Regions from separate parts of the Triticum aestivum genome. Here all the other regions are linked to region 2. The links are chromatin contacts, called in public Hi-C maps. All regions are on one chromosome and are shown on one strand. Each heading gives the region's core, a stretch centred on a gene start, on an enhancer-like site or on the middle of the called end of the contact. The rest is flanking DNA. Distances are from core to core; before and after follow the strand shown. Region 1 holds the start of LOC123053560 (anthranilate synthase beta subunit 1, chloroplastic). Region 2 holds the start of LOC123053556. Region 3 holds the start of LOC123053558 (protein FLOURY 1).

The links. Hi-C and Micro-C count contacts between places; a contact is called where the count stands out from the background.
Region 1: a Hi-C map of leaf shows a contact between it and region 2, with 6 times the contacts expected there. The contact joins the promoter of LOC123053560 here to the promoter of LOC123053556 in region 2. A contact is called at or near these places in 4 of 5 Hi-C or Micro-C datasets (leaf and an unstated tissue).
Region 3: a contact with region 2 is called in a Hi-C map of leaf, with 8 times the contacts expected there. The contact joins the promoter of LOC123053558 here to the promoter of LOC123053556 in region 2. A contact is called at or near these places in 2 of 5 Hi-C or Micro-C datasets (both in leaf).

The regions. Positions count from the first base shown.
Region 1 is chr2D:422,007,494-422,010,193 of IWGSC CS RefSeq v2.1, forward strand. LOC123053560 (anthranilate synthase beta subunit 1, chloroplastic) reads right to left here and starts at 1,398. Exons shown (of 8, transcript XM_044477027.1): 1 at 994-1,398; 2 at 724-899. The coding sequence starts at 1,267.
Region 2 is chr2D:421,269,681-421,272,380 of IWGSC CS RefSeq v2.1, forward strand. It overlaps LOC123053556, which reads right to left and starts at 1,262. Exons shown (of 2, transcript XM_044477023.1): 1 at 671-1,262. The coding sequence starts at 1,030.
Region 3 is chr2D:421,893,881-421,896,580 of IWGSC CS RefSeq v2.1, forward strand. It overlaps LOC123053558 (protein FLOURY 1), which reads left to right and starts at 1,305. Exons shown (of 1, transcript XM_044477025.1): 1 at 1,305-2,700. The coding sequence starts at 1,591. The coding sequence ends at 2,466.

The DNA.
Region 1 (2,700 bases), core at 148-2,647, 740 kb after region 2:
GTACGTGCATCTGAAACAGACACCAAACCTAACCAAATAATGCATTCTTGATTCTAATTTGGATCTTTCAGACAAGGAATGCTTCTTAGAAGGTCATATTTTAAATGGAAAATCTTTGAGAATAGATTTCAGAGGATCCAACTTTGTACTTCTAATTAAAAAACATTCTTGCGACTTTGGTTGCCAAATGTTATCCTCTGTTGTTAGGATTTATTAGAACAACTGGGCATTAACAGCATGTTTAGCAGATTCGTGTTAATTCTCAAATGTAGAAAAATGCTTAGCAGATTCATGTTGCTTCTCAAATGTAGAAATACATTTGTGTAACACTTCTAAAAGAACATTGTGATAAAACATCACATAAGGTTAAAATAGCAAGATAAATTCTTGTACCAGACCATATATAATTCTGAATCCCTAAAACAACATTCCATGCTACGAAAAGTATACTTGAGGGCAGTGGAAACTTGTTCTGCCTTTTTAAATGGAAAAACTACTTTTGACTGGAAAATATGGCCTGACTCAACCGAGAATGCGACTTCCGCTCGAACCAGTTTGCACGGCAAAAAAGGAAAAACATGGGAGGAAAAACTCTATGAACATTGAAACGTCCGGATCAACCCACCAAGTGACTCATCTATGCCGGCAAAGATATGGCATACACAGACCGACCAGAAGCAGCCGGAATGCAAATAGGCCAGGAGCATGTGAAACCATGTATACCTGGCACAGGTTGTAGGTAAAGCTATCATAGTTGTCGATGACGATGATGGGCTGCTTCACCGCGGCCGGGGTTCCGTCACGGTCGGCCACCGGCGCCGCGGCGGCCGTCTCGGCGGCGACAACCACCGGCGTGACCGCCCTCCTGCCCCTGAGGGCCAACCCACCGCTCTCAGGATCTGCGAGGGCAAAGGCCAATCGATCTGAGATTCGGCAGATCCGGCAGAAAACAACAGAGGCATGTATAGAACCAGGGGCATGAGCGGTTCGTACGGAGGGTGGCCGGAAGGCGCGCGAAGCCGGCGACGGGGGACGTCGCCCGAGCGCGCAACGTAGTGCAGGCGGCCGCCGGTGAAGAGGCGGCGGCGAGGTGGGAGCAGGCCATGCCGGCGAGGAGGGTTCCGAGGCGCGCGGCTTGCTGGGTTTTTGTCCGTGGCGGGGTAGGGGTCAGGAACGCGGAACGGAACGGGAGAAAGCGAGCTGCGCGCTTGCAGCTATATATACAGTAGAAGGGAGGGATTTCGGATTGGATTAGGACGACATCCATTTTCTTCAGCGCGCGCAGTAAGAAATGGAAAGAGATTCAGTCGTGCTTAGTTATGCACGTAAAACTCTACGGGCCCTACTAACGCCGTGCGTCCGCCGGCCGGCGACGTGGTCAGAATCTCACTCGTGCCCGGCGCCTGCCATGGCACGAGGAAGGCGTTGCTTCTGCCGTTTCCGTGTGTAATAAAAAGCACTGAACGCACGCACAGCACATGGTCTCGCACTAGGAAACGTCGCTGCCGATCCCCGGGGGCCTCAACCGGGGTGGAGGACGCCGGTCCTGCTCCGCCGCGGGGGCGAAGCGGGTGGGTGGGTAGGTGGGGAGGCGGCTGGTGATGTGGTCCAATGTTGGAATTCAGAATTTTCAGAACGGATCGGTCAGATCTTGGCCTCAGTTGTTCCTTACATTTCATCCATCTCTAGTGGGGCTCACATGTATACAGGAACCAGAACGAACATCAGATGCTAGGCGAAAGCATGGCCGGAAGGCATTGTTACTCGTGTGGCAAATTTTAGCCTAGGAGAAAACTACACGTGATCCAAATGCAGCACTGTGCGACCTACCTGTGTCTATTATCGCCGGAGCTACGGTCAGTGAGGCATCTCTCCCTCCTCTACTGATTGTCTCGAAATAAACAGTAAATCGCCGATCTACATGTGGGGATTCTCTCCACCTCCCCCCGCTCAACGATTTCCTAAATAAAATACTCACTAGCGGGGAATCTCTCGAATTCGTGACAAATAATAATAAATCGAAAGTCTCCGTCGCATCAGTATAGTTACTGGTACTACCAAATTATTATTATTTTAGTAAACATAGACAAAGGGCATTTTACATCTAACGTTTATCAAGAAAATCAGCGAGCAACATAAACCAAGGACGACAACAGAAGACAACGTGTAAAATGTACAACTACATCAAAAACTATATTAGCAGGTTTTCCTTCACTTTTACGTTGCTCGTCGAAGCTTGAAATGTACACTGAGCGTGCAGTGACCAAAAAGGAAACCTGTAAACGTACTCACCGTGCAAGCTTTTGAAGACCGTAATAACAACTCACTAACAATGATATCAAATATCCCGTAAAAAAAATAATGATATCAAGTAGCACATCAACTAAGACAGCACCCCATGCAGCGTAGGTTTGCTATCCTTCATCACCAATTCAAAGGGCTATAGAAATCGAATCTTGCTCCCGAACACTTTTTTTTAAGAGGCCAAAGTAACCGCGTCAATAACCAACCAACTGATTTTTTTTTATACACACACCAACAGTCAAAATTTAAATAGAACCAACATGTCTACCAACACCTACTTCGAAACAAGTTTTCGCACCGCTCTATATTAATAAATCTGCACATCCAACGATACAATGTTTTGAAAAAATTCAGAAGCTAATCAAACGAAAACATGACAAAACTAGCAGAGAGCAC
Region 2 (2,700 bases), core at 12-2,511:
AGAGAGCAGATTTACAAAACCAACTTGTCAAGTTAGCTCCACAAGATTGCAACCCCCATGTTGCGCAAAGTCAAGAGCTCTGCATCGGCATCCCATTCGGTTCCTACAGCATGCTTAGAGATAGCATACACGTTCTACTCATAACATGGTTCCAACTTGCAACTACTAGTAGTAAACTACATGTGGCAGCAGAGCAGAGTATAACTATCCTCCTCGGATGCCCTCTGAGCTTTCAGTATCTCACAAATCAGTATTGTTTTCAGCAATATGGTGGACCACATCCCATAAATGAACACATCGAACAATCTGATCTGGCAACAACAGCGCTCTGCCTCCCATTTCATCTTCTCCGTCAAACTACGTTCAGCATGACAGCTCACTCGCTCTCAAACGCACAACTATCCAAAGCGCACAGCCATTTTAGCTAGTAAGAACATAATGCTAGGATCAAGCTCTGGCTAGATCTTGCTCCCCGGCCCTTTAAATGCGATTGTTCGTTTTACACATCAATCCTGCTCCATTATGTGGTCGTTTGCAGCAATTAATGCTCTATAAACAAGCTTGGACTCCACGAAAACTGCTGATCTAGTATCTGATTGAAGGACCAGCACGGCTAGAAAGACAAATTCGAAAGGGAAGAAGGAAGCAGGGGGTGGTGGTACTAGTGTACCTTCTTGAGCGCGAGCGCGAGGCGCTTGCTCTCGAGGCGCGGCGTGGAGAGGACGACCTCGCGGGCGATCCAGATCGCGCGCCGCTGCAGCGCCAGCGGCATGTCCGCCGCGCGCACCCGCACCGCCACCTTCCTCCCCTCCCCGCTCGCGGCGTCCCCTTTGACCTTCGCCGCCTCCCTTTCCTTGGTCTCCGGCTTAGCGGCCTTGCCCTCCCCGCCGCTGGGCTCCGCCGCCGGTTTGCGCTCCACCTTGGGCTCCGGCTCCGGCTCCGGTTGGGGCGGGTCGTCGAGCCTGGTGCGGCGGACGAGCGAGCTGAGGTAGCGGCTGCGGCGCTCGAGCTCCTCCTGGGCCGGGTCCATGTTGCTTGAGATGGATGTTCCGGCTAGATAGATGTTGACCGGTCGCGGCGCGGACGGCTGGGTGGTCAGGTCAGCAGCGGCGGTGGCAGGGGGGCATGGCCGCGAGTGGGAGGTGTCTGTCTCGGGGTCGGGACGGGAGGTGGTGGTGGCCGGTTGGGTTGGGGTTTCTTGGGGTTTGCCTTGCCCGGAAGAGAAGGGGTGGTGAGTGAGTGCGATTGTTGCCGCTCCTGGAATTCGTGGGAGCAACTTTTGAGACAAAACCTTTTGTTTTGCTTTGGTTTCCAGGTATAATACTCGGCCTACACTTTGTTCGGTTGTTTGTGTGAATTCATGCTGACTAGGGTTGCGATCTGATCCAGGGTGAGATTAGCCAGTAGCTTATCTAGTCCAGATTTCAGTGAAGAGCAAGATGGAACTAGACTTCCATTGTGTGTGTTTGTGCACGTGGTCCCGATTGTCCGTCGATTTGTGCCCAGGGCGGGCGTTTGACCAACTGTCGGGGTCGGCAACCCCACACTCGCTGGCTGAGCCTGAGCGTTCTCCCAGTCCCACCGGCCACGCAGCGAAGACACCTCTACCAACTCGGAGGTCGAGGGATGGCACGATGGCCGCACTCCCCAGATTCCCTAGCCTGGCCGGCACTACCAAGCTTTGCTCGGATGCAGAGTAGCCAAGCTCAGGAGGTTCTAGCCGCTGAAATTCCGCTTAATCGCATCGAATCAGATTAACCAAATACGAGCTAGACGAATCGTGGCAGGATGAGAATGCAACAGAACTGCAACCCAGCGATATCGAATAGCGCAGAGCAAATGTACAACAACGGCACAACTGCACATACATTAGCGCTCGAATTTAAACCACCAAAGAGGCAGACAACACTACTACACTAGCGCATCAATCACTACCAACCAGAGTATAGTCATGGAGCAAAACATATCCAGAATATCCATAGTAAACTTGAATTCCAATATCAAGTCAAGTTAAACAAACCGACTTCCCAAGGATTTCACAAATCAAAGATGAAGGATTCAAGCTTATACGCAACAGAGGATTAACAAATCAACCTAGGGATAACAAGCTACGCGTCAGCCTATGACAGTATCTATCAAGAACTCCAACAAGAATAAGAAATGGTTTTGTTTTTCTTCCCTAGAATTCTACCTACAATATCAACCAATGTCCACAAACCACCAAAACATGAAAGCAGAATTTACAATACCAACCAAGGTCGACAAACCAACATGAAAGCAAACATGAAGGCAGTTCAATTTCAAAATGTGGAAACCTGTCTATTCATTTTTATTTATTTATACTAGTTTTGTTGCTCGGTCAGTGATCAACAAAAGAAAAGAAAATGAACTAAGAACACTGGCTGCCTTGAAGCATATACACACAGGATTAACAGTCGTGAATACTCATCATTAGCCTAGGGATGATGAGCTCGGCATCAGCCTACAACCGTAGTACCATCACAGTATCAGTGTAATGAAGAACTCCAACAAGAATTAACAGTCATGAAGCAAGCATAGACACTTCACGAAACACTTCCAAGTTTTTTTAGAACAAGCTTCAACATGCATATAAGAGGGGGGCAGATGGCCTACAACATCAATTTAAGTCCAGGCCAAATAAAAAACAACCAAAACACTTTGAAATGATTCAAGTTCAAA
Region 3 (2,700 bases), core at 55-2,554, 620 kb after region 2:
GTGCCCGCCTGCCTTGGTCGTCACGGCCCACGTCATCGCAGCCTCATGAGGCTGGGCACTTGCATAGGAATCTCCGCTCCTCGGGAGGCAGCCTGGGAGGCCGCTCCCTCTAGAGGTCTTGGCGTCATCCGCCTCGTGAGACCAGGGGGCCCTCGCGAGGGTCTTGTCTTGGTAGTCTTGCGGATGGGCCGTACCAGGCCGTCGAGGGAGCCACGCCGTGGGCCACAGGCAGGCAAGTCTGGGTACCATGGTTCCCAGAACGCCAACAGCTTCTTCTCGGTCGTCGAAAACAATTCTACTTCCTTTCACCGACATGTGGGACATCCGATATATGGGTCCACGTGTCATGCATCAAATTAGAGTGCAGGAACTTCAGGGGAGAGTCATCCCGCTCGTAGCACCATGGTAATAATGAATAATGAGTCGTCAAATCACAAAGCCTCATCTTTCTCGCAGTAAGTTGGACATACGAAGCAACCATTATTTCAGTATTTATTGAATCCGTCTTTTACTAAAAAATAAAGAAAATGGCCACTTGCGAAGATTTGATGCTAACAGCAAACCATATACCATATGAACCTTTCAAATACATGGATGATTCTGAAAAACAATACTCCCTCCATCCCATAATATAAGAGCGTAGTTGACACATTCACTGGTGGAGCCAAGAATTTCCTCCTTTGTATTCATTGGTATTCATTTGTGCAATGCAATAGCAACATGTCAACAAACTTGCAATAGTATATCAACCGATCAACAATTTTTTATTTGATATTTTATGGAATGCCTTCGCGTCGCCACCGGGCACAGTAGCTATGAGTCCCAGCTATTTGGGCCATTCGATGGCCTCCATCAACGGGCTATATTGATTCTTGATTTTGAGATTCACAAATTTAAACTACTACTCCTTCCATCTTATAATGTAAAGACATTTTTTAACACTAGTGTAATGTCAAAAAACGTCTTATATCATAGGACAAGTGAGTAGTATATATATAGATATAATCATATAAAGATCCCCAAAATTGCACGATTTTGTTTCATAAATAGCCAAATACTCCCATCCGCAGATCCGCTCGTTCAAAACACACTCCCGATCTCGAACTCGTCTAAAACACTCCCGGACCTAGTACTCCCAAACCACGTCACAGTCCCTAAAAAAACACGTCACGGACGCGTGGGACCCGTGTATTTGGTAGCCCACCTGTCATCGAATGGTCAGCGTCTTGAGTAAAGAACCCTCAAAGTGGTACCGACTACCCATGTCCCTTCATTTTCGGCGGCCCCCACGCGTCCCGCAACCCACGAACCGACAATGTGGACCCACACAAATCATGAGACCCACAGGGCAGCGATACCGCCCACGACTTATCCGAAGAAATCTCCCTTCCTCGACTGAACCAGAACCCTACTGCCGCGGCGCTTCCCCGGCTGCCCAGCTCCTGGCCATCCCCCAGACTCTTCATCATCTCCCCTAAATCCCCACGCCGATCGATCTCCAAGATTTGCCCTGGCCCCGAGCGATTCCATCTCCCCAATCAGAATTCTATTCGCCTGAATCGGAGCAGGACTGCCCCCAGTCCCGTCGTCATGGGCGGCTGGAACCGCATCTCCAGTGCCGGTGGTCTGCTGAAGCCGCTCGCCGGCGTCCCTTTCCGCTCCATGCCCGGCGCCGGCGCCGCCTACTTCATCGTCGGCTCCGCGCTCGGGGTCTTCGCGATGCTGCACGCCTCCGAGTCCGAGGTCGGCCGCGAGTGGGCCTCCGCCGCGCACTGGGCCGCCCTGTCCCGCTCCGTGCGCGCGCACCACGTGCTCGTCGTAATGTCCCTGATCTTCCTTGCCGCCAAGGTCTGGCGCCTCGGCAAGCGCTGCGACGAGGTGGAGGGGCTCGTGGGGAGCGCGGGCGCCACGGTGCAAGCGGTGCGCGTCAGAGGCGTTGTCTGCACCGTGTGTGGGAGTGGGACGAAGGCACGGGTTCTCAAGAACGGCAGCTCGGCCCACACCGTGGAGCGCGCCCGCTCTGGCAGCTGCTCCGACAAGCCTGTTTCGCGGTCGCTGGCTTCTGAGCTGGAGCAGGAGGCCGACACGGAGGGCGAGGACATCGCGAGCGAGGTGAACGGCGCGGAAGAGGGCAACGTGGAGCGGCTCAGGCGGCGGCTCGTGCGGGAGAGGAGGCTGAAGGAGGCCGCGCTAGAGGAGCTGGAGAAGGAGAGGCGCGCGGCGGCCTCTGCAGCTGACGAGGCCATGGCCAAGATCGCGTGCCTGCGGAACGAGAAGGCGCTGGTGGAGCGCGAGGCCAAGCAGTTCCGGGAGATGGTGCAGCAGAAGCAGATGTACGACCGGCAGGTGATCGAGTCTCTTCAGTGGATGGTCAATAAGTTTGGCATGCAATCCGGGGAGCCTGAGTTTTCATCCGAGCGAGCCGTGTCAGAGACAAGCGAGGACGACCGAGACAAGCGGCTGTAGATCCTGCTTCCTGGTAGCTTGATGGAGTAGAAACGTTGGCCTGAAGCTGGGGAAGTTCTTGACAGTTCAGGTTCTTCATTTTGTATGGCATTCAGCAGCCATATAGGGCCTCCTAAATTGCCCAAATTTTGATAGCTGGTGCTTCTGTGAGATTACTCAAGCAGACAAAACTCTGCAGAGATATATGTAATATCCACCTGTAAATATACCATCCTTTGCAAGCTCCTAAGATGT